Linked DNA regions of Anas platyrhynchos: region 1 is linked to region 2. The links are chromatin contacts, called in public Hi-C maps. All regions are on one chromosome and are shown on one strand. The core of a region is the stretch at or near the end of the contact, and the rest is flanking DNA. Distances in the headings are between cores, read along the strand shown.

Region 1 (7,070 bases), core at 3,114-5,613, 150 kb before region 2:
GGTGTGTTAGGCAGCAATGAGAAATGGGATACTCTTTGCAAGAGATTAGTTCCCGAGCTGACAATTCTGCAAAAGCAAAACAAAGCCAGCAACTCTTCCTAAATATCTCATCATCTGTAGTGGGTTATGAAAGCTGACTTGTGCATGCACTAATATTTGACATCAGGGAACACAGAACAGGTAAAATAAATCCCTCTGTCGTTCTCTTGCTCTGCAGGCTGGCCAGCAGAGCTGCGTTGAAGTACTGACTCTGGGAGCCTTCTGCTGTGCTAGTGAAAGCTCAAAGAGGACTGCATTGCCCAGGGAGATGGGCGCTGCAGCATCATTGCACTGGAGCCCAAGTCCCTGCAAGCCTGGTGATGGTATCCAGTGAACATTTACCAAATTCCTCTTCACTTTTAAAGATGATGGGATAAAGGATAAGGAAGGTATCTGGGGTGAGAGAGAGAGTTAGAAAGGGGCTGCCCAGTGTCATCAGAAGTAACCATAGCCAAGGGTTCAGGTACTTAGTGGCGCTTCTGAAGTTCTGCACCCCGGCTGGCCAGGCAGACAGCTCAGGTCAGCTGGACACAGAAGCTGGGAGAAGGATCCCAGGCACTGATCTGCTGTGCTTGAGGGCACCAGGACACCCGAATCTTTCTTAAAGCTGCAAAAGCTCATTGTGAATGTGTTTTATTTCAATGGGATATTAAGCTGCAGATGACATTTACACTTAGAGGCTTCTGTACAGCTTGGTTTCCAGTTTGATCTCACCTCTCCTTATCAGAGACCATGCCCAACCCCATGTACTCCAGCTGGATCTTCCACTGCATTCTCAGACAGCCTATGGCCAAGTTAAATATTGAACTGGGGGACTGGCAAAATCTTCTTCCTGCTAAGGACTGAAAGCCTTCGGAACACTTTTAGCAGGTCAGAACTTGACATATACCTTAATATTATCCAACAATAACCAGAAAAATAAATAAACTCTTTGTTAGCAAGCAGTCTGAAATAAAAGCACAAGTCACATTGAGGCTTGAAGTCCCACTTCCCTCTCCCTTGTGGTTTCCCTTGCCCTGAACTCTGAAATCTGGGTGTCTGCTATTTCTGCACCAGCCTCCATTTCTTTGGCCCATTGCTGTTGTTGGCTGCTTCTCCCTCAGTCTATACACCCACGTTTCACTCTCTCTGCCCATCCACCTGGTTTTCACTCTCACAAGAGACAGCAGAATAGATCAAAGTCCTTCTGACAGAAATGAGTCCAGGTCAAAGGTTTAGCAGTTGGACCTGCTAAATATCATTGAGGAGTTTATATGCAAAACACCAATTATATGTGGTAAAAATGTGAACTCAGATGTCACTGACTCTTCAGAAGTCACTGAGATCCTTGTATTGATATGTTCTGGTTTAACTCCTAGGAGAAGGGAATATTTATATTTAAAGCCTTCTGTTTCTATATTGTTTCTTAAGTTATATTTATTGCTTGACAGTGAAAAATTGATCTACACCTGTTATATCTAAGTCTCTTAACAAGTTTGAAATATAGCAGAGCGGAACATCTATTTGACATTTAAAAGAATGAGACAGTTGTGTACTGTGCTTAACAGTGACGCTGTCAATCAGCTCTTTTTTATGTATCATAGGCGGCGCTCACAAACTGTGTGAAATGTTTTCTAGACACAATAGGAATGCAGTCCTGACCTTTAAAGAAAGAGTAAAGTCTGTGCAGTTTGCTTGCATATTTGGTACGTTTATCTGCTAAGACATATTTAGCACAGTCCTAAAATTGAGACTCTTATCAGAGCTAATGTAGAGTGTGAAGTAAAAATCAGTACAAATGTCCCTAAATTAAACTGCATCAGACTTTTTTATCCCTAGTTTCTGTGACATGTTCCAAGTGGGTGGCAGTCAGACGTGATTATAAGTCACTCTTTTCTGTTCTCTAACTTGAGCACTACCCAAGATAGATGGTGGGCACCTCCAAAATAGCTTATCCACTCACTCAAAGACTTTAGGAAGACCTTAGATTCACTGTCACTCTGTAAGACTTACCTGGCAAAATCCAAAAACTGTCTTCTCATATCAGTTTAAACTCTGTCATTTTTCACTCCTTTGCAATTTGAGAAGACTTTGGCAGCAGCAGACTGGAATTATCTTTTGCAGACTCAGGAAGATGGTACTAGACTGTGTTATTCTCAAATCACATTAGTGGTTTTTTTTTTTTTTTCAGCAGGAACAACACTAGAAACTTTTTAAAAATGAAAGTTATTGTCATTCATGGGGGGACATTCCTATTCCTGCTGAGTGGATTTTAGACACTTTTTATTGCATCAAATTCTTATATCTCTCATTAACTCACAGAGTTCTATTAATATTGTCCTAAGGACAGCGTATTGCACTCTTGATCTGCAAAAGGCATAGATGAGGTAAGTTCCCAACTTGCAGTTTCCTCTTGCACAGTTTACAGGATCCTGTGAAATGGTCCAGCAAATTCAGGCTGAAGTAATAACACAACAGTTAAAGAAGGTGTTGGGTACACACAAACCGAACACTGGGCTGTATTGACTGCACAGAGACAAAAGGCCCATTAGGAAGGACGGTTAAAAACATATTTTTATTTCAAACAACGATCCTAAACCTGGTGAAATGTGTGCAGATGCTTAACATTTTGCTTTGTGAGTGGCTCTATTTAAATCAATGGGGCTCTTCACAGCATGTAAAACTTGACACATACATAAGTCTTTTCAGGATCAGGGCCAAACATTTTTTTTTTTTTTCTGAGGAGTGTGACTTGCTTGGAGACATTCCAGAGGAAAAAAAACAACATGTGGGGCTTTCTATAAAATTGTTGGCACCATTCTGCTTATTAAACAGACATGAATTCACTCAAGTAAGATAAGGTCTAGACATTTATATCAAGTATGTGAAAGCTTGTACCTATTTTTAAGTCAAAATAAAATAGCAATAATACATCTGGATTTGTAGATTGCATTAATTTCTTGATACATATTTATTTAACTTAGAGTTTTAGAATGTTACTTCTCTTACGTATTTTACTATCTTACCTATAGTTCTGTTACCAGGCAAAATTTGCTCTGATGGCTAATAAGGTGCAAAAACTTTCAATCAGACTTCATGGAAAACAGTTTTATTATTTACTTTATGACCTTAGATGTGGCAAAAAGTAAATCTTTTTGTCTTACTGCAAGCTAATTCAGCACTAAGTATACGAGACTGATTTTTTTTGTCAATTTGTGGCTTGCATATTGAAGAGCAATACATTCAGTTCAGGAACAGAGTCTAATTTTAGATCAGTATTGAAGGTGCTATGAAAATGAGAATGCTGGGAGTGTCAGTAGGACTTTTCAAGAGCAATCCCAGTATAGTTATTGAAGTACAATGATTGTAAGATGAGAGAAATCACAGAACAGACTTTACTGGTCTCAGTGGAACCTGTCATACACCTGAAATTATCCATCCTCCAGTTGTTATCATGGACATGGCCTCAAACTGTTTCAGATAAACACCCCAACATTATAGCTCTTCAAGAAAACAGAAAGAGTCATTTGCCTGCTTGGTGCTGGACCGCGTGGTGGTAGATGGTGCCAGCACCCTAAATAAGCAGCCTGGGGAAACACGTGGAACATCTGGCGACAGCAGCTACTTTTAATCACACAGGCCACAGGTCACATTGTACCACAGTGCCCAAAATGAGTGTCACATTTAGCAAAGCACGTTTACTTGGCCACAAGATGTCCTGAGGTCAGACTTAAAAGCTTCTGCAGATGTAGACAGGAACCCGACATGATTTTCACGAGTCCCTAAGTGCTCATTTCCCATTGGTTTCTCACTAGGACCTTCTGTGTATTATTACTTTAAAAAGACTTCAGAAATATGGCATTAGCTGTCTGGAGGCACGCTGCCTTGCTTCAGCCTGCAGAAATTCAAAAGCTGCCCGTTGGGTAACTTCTTCATCTATGGGTACTTTAGGGCAGCTCTCCTCTCATGCCTGTGCCAAGATCCGCTCAGGGCTCCTCGTCTGGGAATGCGGGAGACCTGGGTGAGTTGACAGGGAGTATTGCCACATGAATCAGCTGCATTTTTGTTAATAGAATTGCATAGAAAGTTTTGAAGAGTTTTTAATCTCCTGGGGCGTGGGAACCTCTATGGATTTTTCAACAGAGATTGCTTCCCATATATATAGGGAAAATAATAGCTTTTTCACTATTTTTGTGAACCTTTGCATTTGGGGATACCTCCCCTCGCCTCCCTGGTACTCTCCAGCACCCAGACTGGCCATGCCAGAAGGCATCAGACCCCTTCTCTAAGCTTACTTTACCGAGCAACTTCCACATTCCTATTTTTAAAAGTTGCACATTTTGAAGATTAGGGAACACATGGTCTTTGCAAGATAATCTCCAGTTCCTTCCCCATTCCACACAGTCACACTGCTCGGTGCCAATTTTATTGCATGGCATTGCTGAAAGGTCTGTTATAGAAATATATATAATCTGTATTATGACTTCCCTGAAAAAAAAGATTGGATGAGGAAGGAATGTTCCCGAGGAAGTGGACTGCATTTTCGAGATCTAAGAGTATTCAGAGCTAGAAGTAATGAGTACAGAGCAATGCCCTCAGAAATGCTATGCAGCGTATGCGAGGATCAGCAACGTGGCACTAGATGGCACTGTAGTAATCTTCACTCAAAAAGCCTATGCCAGACCCAAGGAAAGATGGATTCAGGTCCAGTTCTGAATGGGCAGCTGGGATTTAACGTCTAAATTTTACCTGGGTGGCTTTGGGGGATTCTGATGCATATGAGACGTAGCAGTCCTTCTGAGGATGCTAATACATAGCCTTCAGCAGGTTGATAAGTGATAGAATAGATACAATGAAGAAGAGATGAAAAGCTGGCTGAATATTTTCATTTCACGAGGTGAGATTATAAAGGCATCTGAGAAGCTGTTACGTTCTGTTAAATCCAAGGGAAGGATATTCAGATGCAGAGCGAAGCCCAGTACATCTAAAACTGTCTCACTCAAAAGAACACCCAACGTTTTGTGTGTCATCTAGGCAGTTGGAGAGTTCAATGTCTGCAGGCATAAGCTGGGTGTTTGTAACTGCAGTGTTTTGTGCCTACCCAGGAAGACTTGATTTAGTGGGGCAAAGTCAACTAGATCTTGGGACTAGCCTCGTGGGCTGCATCTTCTTGTCTCACTGAGTTAAATGCTGACTATTGACAACTTCTTTAGAAGTTTCACGCAGCCGTTAGCTAACATCAAAAATTAATACACATCTTGTTCCTAAGACAATGGTCTGTTGGCTCCAACAAGTACAGCAATAAGCTGTTTTCAGAGCCAGCTTTTAGAACTTACAGTCTTTTTGGTAGCAATTGAGTGGTCCTGAGGTGTGTGTTATCAAATGCATATAGGAGAAAATAGAGCCTGTTGAAAAAAATGTCCGTTCTTGTAAACTGAACTGATTTAAAGTAAATTCAGGAGATTGCTGTGATATAAATGACATGGTCTATCCCAGGTTTGAATTCTAAAATGTTGTAGAACCAGATTTATAAATCTTGTAAGTCTTTTTAAGAAAACATCTAAGTGCAGAATATTCAGTACAACAGCAATGCAAGTTATTTTTATAATGTCATAATACTTTTTCTATTATATATTTCTTTAAGTTACATTTTGCCTTCTGTTATGCTCCAGGTTCAAATCCTCAAAGGGTAATTAGTATCTATTTCACTGGAATCAGTGGGAGTTAGTTATCTCAGCTACTCTGACATTTATGTTTTAAGGAGAGATCAGCATGAATGTTTAAGTTTCTTCAAGTAAATCTTATTATAGTCATATAGCTACTTACAACTTAGGGATATTTCCAGCTAAAAGGCCATCTACTTGCCAGCTAAAAATAAAAAAGAAAAATCTAATAGTGCATTCCTTTACTACAAGAATGGTCGTTATCCTTGTAAATAGCCCAACTGAAGTAGGATTGCTTAGAAAACTGAGCATTGGAATCAGTATTATTATTTGACCACATGATTTGCTGTCACCCAGGCAATATGTTTAGGTTAACCCAAATGGGTATTCAACACAAGGACGGTGGAGAAGAGGGGTCGTAAGAGTCAGGGCATAAAAATCTAGTAGGCACCATTGCTTCAGACAATGCCAACATATAAACTGCATAGTTTAATAAGAAAGTAAATGCCCCTTGTGCTGGAATTGGACTATTTGTCCATGCAAGGCTAAAGCTGTGGTAAAGGCAAGAGACACATGATGTCCAAAAACACTTCAAACTGTCTCTTTTAGTCATAAGCCACTGCTCTTTGAAACAATTCCTGTGTGGTTCTGAGCACATCCTGAGAAAATGTTTTAGTTGTCCTACTTCTTCTAATGTGCACTCTAATAAGGGCTCCTTTAATCTGTGCTTTAAATCTCCTTTAATCTGGTCATTGTTTTACACTTTGAGATGTACCCCTGAGGCCTCCTCTTGCCTCAGAAGAGGCTTGAAAACAACCATAACTTGCTGCTTGCTTTTTCAGACATGTCTGTGTCTACATTCCTGGAGTCGATGTTGGTCCTGATAGACATGTCCTAAAAGCAGGCTCTATCCTAGGTGCAAAAATAGTCTGTGCAGCTGGCAGCGAAGCACGACACTCACCGAAATGCTCTCTGGTGAAGTGAAGGTCTGATGAGACGTGGTTAGTAGTTCGGCCCATTGTGCAACCTGAGTGACTTAACCAAAGGCAATCCCATTTCAAGTCCACAAGAGCAGCTAGAGAAAGTTCTGAAAAAGCTTCCCAAACAGTGCGGTATGGCTGTGGGAAACAGCAGCAACACGCCATAGCTGCCTGCTAGCCCTCCAACAGCACGGGGCGATACACAAGGGGTGGAACGGGGCCTTGCCTTTCCTTGAGCAAGCACAGCCGCAGCAGAGGTCCATCAATTGCTGTGCAGGCTTGGGAAGAGCTACGTGCTTGGTCAGTGCTAATGACATGGCCAAACCAGTGGGTGTGTGTACGTGGGTGTGTGACGTGGGGGATCAGGAAGTTTGTCTTACCTAATCCTATACCTGAAGGCCAGGTGTCC
Region 2 (6,993 bases), core at 1,075-3,574:
TCTGCATAGTCAATGTACCCATCGTTATTCTTATCATCATCTCGCAAGACATCATCTATTAGACTAATTAGCTCTTCTTCTTTCATTGCCTGGGTATGCTCACCACCTTCCTACAAAAAAAAAAAAAAAAAAGAAAAGAAACAAGTTTAGCAGTGTTTCCCATCTAGTGGCACATGTGACAGATTACTGACAACTAATTTTTGTTAAGCAGTTCGTGTTTGATGTTTAAGGTGGTTCTAAGTTTTATATAATCATTTGTTCCAATACATGGAACTTTTACCAGATGCAAGCTATTAAGTCCAAGTTCTCTGTACTTCAAAACAAGTGCTTTGTATCCATTACATCCAGTTTATATTCTTAGCCAAGAGATCTAAAAGCTAAATAGCACAATGTACAACAATAGACTAACCTAGTAGGCATATTCTTAATTTGAATCTTTATGTTGCACAGACATACAGTTTCTATACTGTATAGAAACATCATCCTTTGTAACATATGGAGTTTGTAACATATGTTTTGTAACATATTTCATATAACATGTTTCATATGTTTGTAACATGTACATGTTTGTAACATGTTTCATATATTTGTAACATATGAACTTGTAACATATGGAGTTCGCAGTTAAAAAAAAAAAAAACACAACAGCACCTTCAATACATTGTTGTAGCTTAAAGATAGTAAAATTCTTAGTATCACCTCTTAGGAACAAAGGGGAATGAGAAGAAGTGCCCTTGCACAAGAAACAGCAAGCCATTATTGTGTTCTTGACAAGTTTTTTTGTTTTTTTCCCCAGAGGTATATATAAAGTTATGCTATTTTGAGTTGTAATTTCTGAAAGGTCAGTACATGATTTTCTGTAAGCGTTGTCTTCCTAAGGATCATACTTGCTTTTGTTCTTAAACATTTGTAGCTGGGAGGAAAACATGTTTAGAAATGGTAAAGAAAACAACGGCAGACCATGACTGGTTCTTCTAAGCTGAGTTTGTGCAAGAGGTCTCTTACATTTGGTGTATCCATGGTAGTGGTAGTTTGGGCCTGAAAACAGTTGGCTTAAAACCTGCAGCAGCATTGTGTCACATGCTACTTCTATAATCACACATCAATCTAATTCTATTATGGACAATTTCCCTTTCTCCTCTCCTCATCCCTGCTTATCCCCTTTGTTAAATTATTTGCAGTCTTCACTCACAGTCAAGCTTAAACTGCAGGGGAGTCTCCTTAAAACTGTGCTGTGTCATGAAAAAACTATGGTAAAGTTAGTACGTTTATAAATCAAGCTGAAGGGGGAACAGTCTCGTTTTCACACAAAACTGTTCTACTGTAACTGAAGGTGTGTTGTGACAATGCTACCTAAAGCTGATTTAAGAAAGTCAGAACTGCTTGCAAACGCACAAGCCATTACAATATACCACCTACCTCTTTGTGGACATGTGATATAGCGGTAGCAAGCTCTAGCCCATCTAGCAAATTATTGCCATCATAATCATGCATTTTGAAGTAATGAAGCTGCAGCTCTTGTGGAGACATCTCAGATTCTGGTTTTTCGATAACACCTTCCAAATGTTCCATGATGTGGCTAAGAAAAAAAACAACACACAACAAGTGACATGCCAGTTAGTTAATATTTAATTCTCTGTTGACATCAAACGCAGTCTTTGCTCAAGCAGCCAAGTGCCCAGGAAGCACTGTGTCTCTAAAAGCACCCTGGACACGCAGGACAGCTGACAGTTTTACACTGAAACGAGGCAGGCACAGCGGCTGCTCCTTAGAGGTGCTGCAGTGGCCTCTAGTGTCTCAGGTAGCTATTCCTCTTGCTCCTGGCCTGCTGAACTGGTTATCAAAACACCCCAAGCAGCCCTCAGAGCCTCCTTGGGGCTGTTCCCCAACGCGAGGGGACTGCAGGAAGCGCGTTTACCCTCACACCTCAACTAGGCAGCTAAGGAAGCGCTGGTGCGAGCTGTGCTGACGGCTCCCCAGCCCCTGGCAGGGCCAGCAGCCGCCCCCCGGCTGCCCTGCCCCTCACGTACTCCTTGTCCTGCACCAGGCTCTTGTCCAGGCGGATCCCCGCGGGCTGGCTCTCCTCCGCCGGGGCGCCCAGCAGGCAGGCGGCCAGGCAGCAGCACAGCAGCGCCGCTCCCGCACCCCTCGGGGCCATGGCGAGCCTCCTGTGGAGAGGAAACAACAAACAGAGCGCGGAGCGCCCGGCCGTTAAACCGCCGCCCGCGGCCGTTAAACCGCCGCGCGATGGCGGCCCTGGCCCCCAGGTGCAGCGGGGCCCTGCTCCCGGCCCACTGCGCATGCGCCCGCCCCGCCCCGCTGCCCGCTCCCCTCCCCTCAGCGCCCCGCCCCGCGGCTGCACCTGGCAGGTGCGGCGGGGAGGGGGCGGGGCCTCGCCCTCGGTGGGCGGGGCCTCGCCCTATGTGGGCGGGGCTTGCGGCGGGGTGGGCGCGGCGCGGAGCCGCCCTCGGCGGGGCGCTAAGATGGCGGCGCTGTGGCACGTGAAGCTGTCCGGGGAGCTGGAGCGCTGCCGGGCCGAGCGGCACTGGGCGCAGCTCCGGCAGCTGCTGCGCCACCAGCTGCCGCCGCACGGCAGGGCCCCGCGCAAGGCGGCGGCGGGCGCCGAGGAAGCCGGTGAGGGGGTGAAGGAAGGAAGGGGGGAGCCCCGCCGGGTGCCGGTTGTGCCGAGCGGCGGTTGGGGGAGCCGCGGGGCGCGTCCTCAGAGGGCGCTGCCCGCAGGGGTGCCCGCGGTGTCGGGGGGCGACACCAGGGGCTGTGGGGAAGGCAGGGTGCCCTGGTGGGGTGTAGGGAGGTGTCCTTACCCTATTCCGCTCAGTGCACTGTGTGAGGTGCTCCTGAATGAATGCAGCCGGGAGCCGCAGCAGCGCTGGCCGGTGGGGTCTTTTAACAAGATTTACATCGTACAGTTCCTAGAAAACAGTTCTTTAATGCAAAATATTTAAGCTTCTGATGTGGTTGCTGCTCTGCAGTAAGCTAACTTCATGCCTTATACCGAATCTGCAGCAAACTTATATTCCTGTGCACTTTTAAATCTTAAGCGTGTGGTTAAATGCTTGCTAAATCTGATGCTTTTTCATCACAAAGCCCCCTTTTCAACTCTTAGTTCTTACATTAGTGACAACACAAGAGTAAATTGTGCCACCAAAATGAACCAATCCAATCAGGCAAAAATCCTTTTAATTAAAAGGAAGCCTCACTTTATTTTTCATAGATAACAACGTTCCCAATATCCCCGAGTTAACACAACTTCCCTTTTTCCTCTGCTAGTTCCTCTCACCCCTCAGAGTTACTATTTATGTGTCTTGCAGATGATGAGTTTTCTCCTAATCCCGTTTAAATGTTAATGTGATGCTACTTAAATAAAGCAGCGCTGATAATAGCATTCAGAAATGCTCAGTGATGTTTCTGCTTGGGTGGGATGTGCTTTCAGAGGACTATGGGAACATGCTGCTTGCCGAAGTCCTGCTGGAAGAATGCTTGCAGGAAAACTTTGCCAAACTGAAGGACTCCATCCCCCTGACAGAGAAGAACGAGCCCAAACTGGGTGAGGCTAAGCAGTGCCTGACCAACATCTTAAGCAGAGGAAAGCTGCGGGTAAGTGGGCTCTGTCACTGTAACTGCTGATAACCTGATGCTTTTTTTCACGTGATTGTTAGCCTGGTACAGGGTGGTGACATTGCCTTATCACGTCCCTCTATGTACAGTGCTGTGTTTATAGGTGTTACTGATGTCCTGGTAATTCAATGCTCCTCTGCAGTGTCTTCTGTTGAGAGATTGCTTTTTCACATCCAAACAGGTTAGGTATTACAAATGTATCCTTCTTTTTAATTACAAAGACGTGGGCTGAGCATGTAGGAGCTCTCTGCAGCCGTGGTGCAGGGCCTTCTAATGGTGCTGCAGGGCTTGCCTGGCTGAGGAACCTCCTGCCGCTCTGGGGCTGAGGGAATTGCACCTGGTCAACACCAGGACAGAGGTAAAATGTGCTTCATGCTGCTGCTGGGCCATTGAGGTCATAGTGCAAGTCCAAGGTTACAGCCTTGTGTTGTTTTCAGTCTGTGACAGATAAGTTATGCCAACTTAGTCTCAGTTTTGTTTCATGTTCTGAGTGCGTGGTTCATAGCTGCCCATTAGCTAAGTTGCAGAGGGCTTTAGGAGAGTTTCAAGACACTGCCTCAAAGGTTACTGTTGACTTTGGACAGCTTTAATAGGACTCCAAATTACAAGTCTGAAGTTCTAGGCTTGTACTGTGCCTGGTCCTGAAACTTACAGGGTAACAAGCTTGCAAGTGGATGTTATATGTTGATCATGTTACTTGCAACAGAGCCCGTGTTCAGCTTTTTTTTTTTTTTTTTTGTCATGTGGGGCAGTTCATTGTTTGTATCTTCTCAAAAGTCAGTGTATTTAAATAAAAAGATGGGGTAGGAAGGAGGATTCATTCAACTCTTTTTCTTTATAGTTTAACCCCAGTAACAGCCAAAAACACTGTTCTTGGTTGGTTGGTTGTTTTTTTGTTGTTGTTGCTGTTTGGTTTGTTTGTTTCCAGGACTAGGTGTTAGGTTTGGCTTAGTGAATTGCCATTACTGTTTCTTTGTAGCGGAGATTTGGCTAATCATGTTAGTTACTTTCAGGCTACTCATGAACCTCTGTTGACTGAATGTGTTTAAAAAACGAGGGTGAAGGATTAGGAACCTTTTCTGCTTTCTGAAACATTAGAAAGGGCCCAAATGTTTGTCTTTTAATAAGTGTAGGGTTTTTTGCACGCATTTGTATACACATTTTCAATACTAAACAAATTCTAGAAATGGCAGGCATGCCTTCTGCCTCTACTTTTGCCTGAAAATTTTTTGAGAACTTAAGAAAACTTGGGAACTTTCCTGTTTTGTTTTTTTGTTTTTTTTTTAATTAAATGTACAGAGCAGAGGGGACCAGTAACTGAATGACTGAAAAATGTTTTCTATACAGCTTAAAAGCAGGGGATTTCCTTGGTGTGTGTGTCTAGTTATGATAGTGACAGGCTTTAGTGCTATCCATGGCTGGTGAATCAATAGAATAGGTCAGTGGCAAGGGAAGAGGTGACTTGTAAGCTGTGTGTTGCCAAACTGAGCTCCAAAGTAATTCCTTGACCTTTGTGGCTTGCTGCTCTCATAAGCACAGTGCTAAGATATCTAGACACTTAAATCCTTACTTCTCCAAACTGTGTAGTTGACAAGGTTAAAAACAAAACATTTTGAATCTTCTTAATTTGTGCTAAAGTACCTCACTTGTGCCCTTTTGGTATTTTACTGTGTAAATGCTCTCTTCCCCTCACTTCTGTTTCAGCCTAAGTATATGGTAGAAGCTATGCTGATCCTAGGGAAGCTTCATTACGCAGAGGGATCCTACAGAGATGCCATCAGCATGTATGCAAAAGCAGGGATCGATGACATCTCTACAAAAGATGAACCCCTGTACATGCTGCGTTTGGTGACTGAAGCCTTCGTTATTAAAGGTAAAGAATCACATACATATATCTGAAGTATGCTGTGTAGGTAGAAAGTTGAAGGTATTTCTCCAAGTGGCTCGATAAGATCAGATTGGCAGCGTTGTTGACTTTTTGTTGACTTTCTAAAGTCCTACTGGGTATGATCTGTACAGTTTAAAATTAAAGGCGTCATGCAGTCTTGGTCCATGATTTTTAAACTTGGCTGACTTGTAAAAGAAAGGTTGATGCTGGAAGTCATGTGCTAACTCTTGGCTGTAAGTCAGCAATGCACCTGTGCCTGCGTACACATTTTGGGAAAATCTAAATCAATCGCTCTGAACTCGGGGCCTGTACTTTCTATTAGAGTCATCCACTTGTAATTTTATATGGTTTCTGTGAAATGAGCATGGATGGAGTTTCCAAGTTTTAAACTCTGGACTACCACAATATACACTTTCAAAGCAGGTTGTGTATTTTTGCAATGCATGTTACGTTGTATCAGACCTAAGGTACAAACAGGACTCTCCTCCCCCCTTTAATTCTACAAATGTTGTTCTGAGAGATCCTAATGAAAATTGCTTCTAAGGGTAGTGGAATTGCATTTCAGTTTTGAGTGGGGGAAAGGAAGACCCTAGTCGGTTACTGACTTGGCGGGGGGAAAAAGATCAGTAATCTTCTCCTTCATTTGCTTTCAGTTCCTTTATAAATGTTGCTCAAGTACTGCTACCTATCTACTGCTTTCTACTCTTTTCAGCATGTCCACCAGCTAATTAGGTGAATGAGAACTCTGTGATGATCAGATACCTTCAAATGGTATGTAAAAGAGTGATACCAAATCAACCCCAAATACTGTTTGACTGGGCTGCTAGTATTACTGATGATAATTTGGGTGTTTCATGATCTCACACAGTCATTCTGCTTTTTTTTTTTAAAACCTGTTTTTGCTGCTTTGCTTGCTTTGGTTTTGTTTCCTATGGCTCTGGTTGAATCTGCTGCATTAATGAGCTTTTGTGGTGTAGGACTAATTTACTTGTAACTTGTACTAATGTTTGCATGTGCAGAGGAGTAAGCATTTATTGTAGGTGGTTTTGTGTGTGTTTTTTGAGACTAACGGTGTACTCAAGAGTCTTAACCTTGCTGGGAATTGGTCCTAGGTGGGGCATGAATATAAGGTATGCGTGAACGCTGGTGAAATAACACTGCACTTGTAAGACTTCTTCCATGGCAGCTATCTCACCTCCATATGAAGATATAGGGGGCGGAGGTGTTTGCCTCACAGGATCAGACCTTAATTTTTTTAAAATATAGCTTAGCATAGAATATAAGTGTTCTTTTGCCTCTGTGCATGTAAACCGTAAGTAGTCTCTGCCATTGCAGAGTTACCTCTGTGCTACTCCTGTTCCACAGCTTTTATCCTCAGTGATGATTATTTTCAGATTAACCAAGATATGAAGGATATACAAAGTCACTTGGTATTCTAACAAAGCTTGCGTCAGAAAAGTCCATCAGAG

What was found. Hi-C and Micro-C count contacts between places; a contact is called where the count stands out from the background.
Region 1: a Hi-C map of subcutaneous adipose tissue shows a contact between it and region 2, with 3 times the contacts expected there. The contact joins the enhancer-like site here to the promoter of MCFD2 in region 2. A contact is called at or near these places in 5 of 8 Hi-C or Micro-C datasets (F1 follicle, liver, skeletal muscle and 1 more).

The regions. Positions count from the first base shown.
Region 1 is chr3:39,114,059-39,121,128 of IASCAAS_PekinDuck_T2T, reverse strand. The region is part of intron 5 of CRIPT (CXXC repeat containing interactor of PDZ3 domain); the gene reads left to right. Among named protein-coding and RNA genes, the nearest start is that of SOCS5, 14 kb to the right of the region's middle. Within about 2 kb of position 4,363, at least 1 of the 8 cell types and tissues checked has an H3K27ac peak or open chromatin away from gene starts, as enhancers often do. A contact at or near this core is called in subcutaneous adipose tissue, where this site is marked.
Region 2 is chr3:38,964,087-38,971,079 of IASCAAS_PekinDuck_T2T, reverse strand. It overlaps MCFD2 (multiple coagulation factor deficiency 2, ER cargo receptor complex subunit), which reads right to left and starts at 2,324. Exons shown (of 3, transcript XM_005009819.6): 1 at 2,031-2,324; 2 at 1,420-1,579; 3 at 1-110. The coding sequence starts at 2,302. It overlaps TTC7A (tetratricopeptide repeat domain 7A), which reads left to right and starts at 2,432. Exons shown (of 20, transcript XM_027454067.3): 1 at 2,432-2,634; 2 at 3,452-3,615; 3 at 5,341-5,509. The coding sequence starts at 2,484.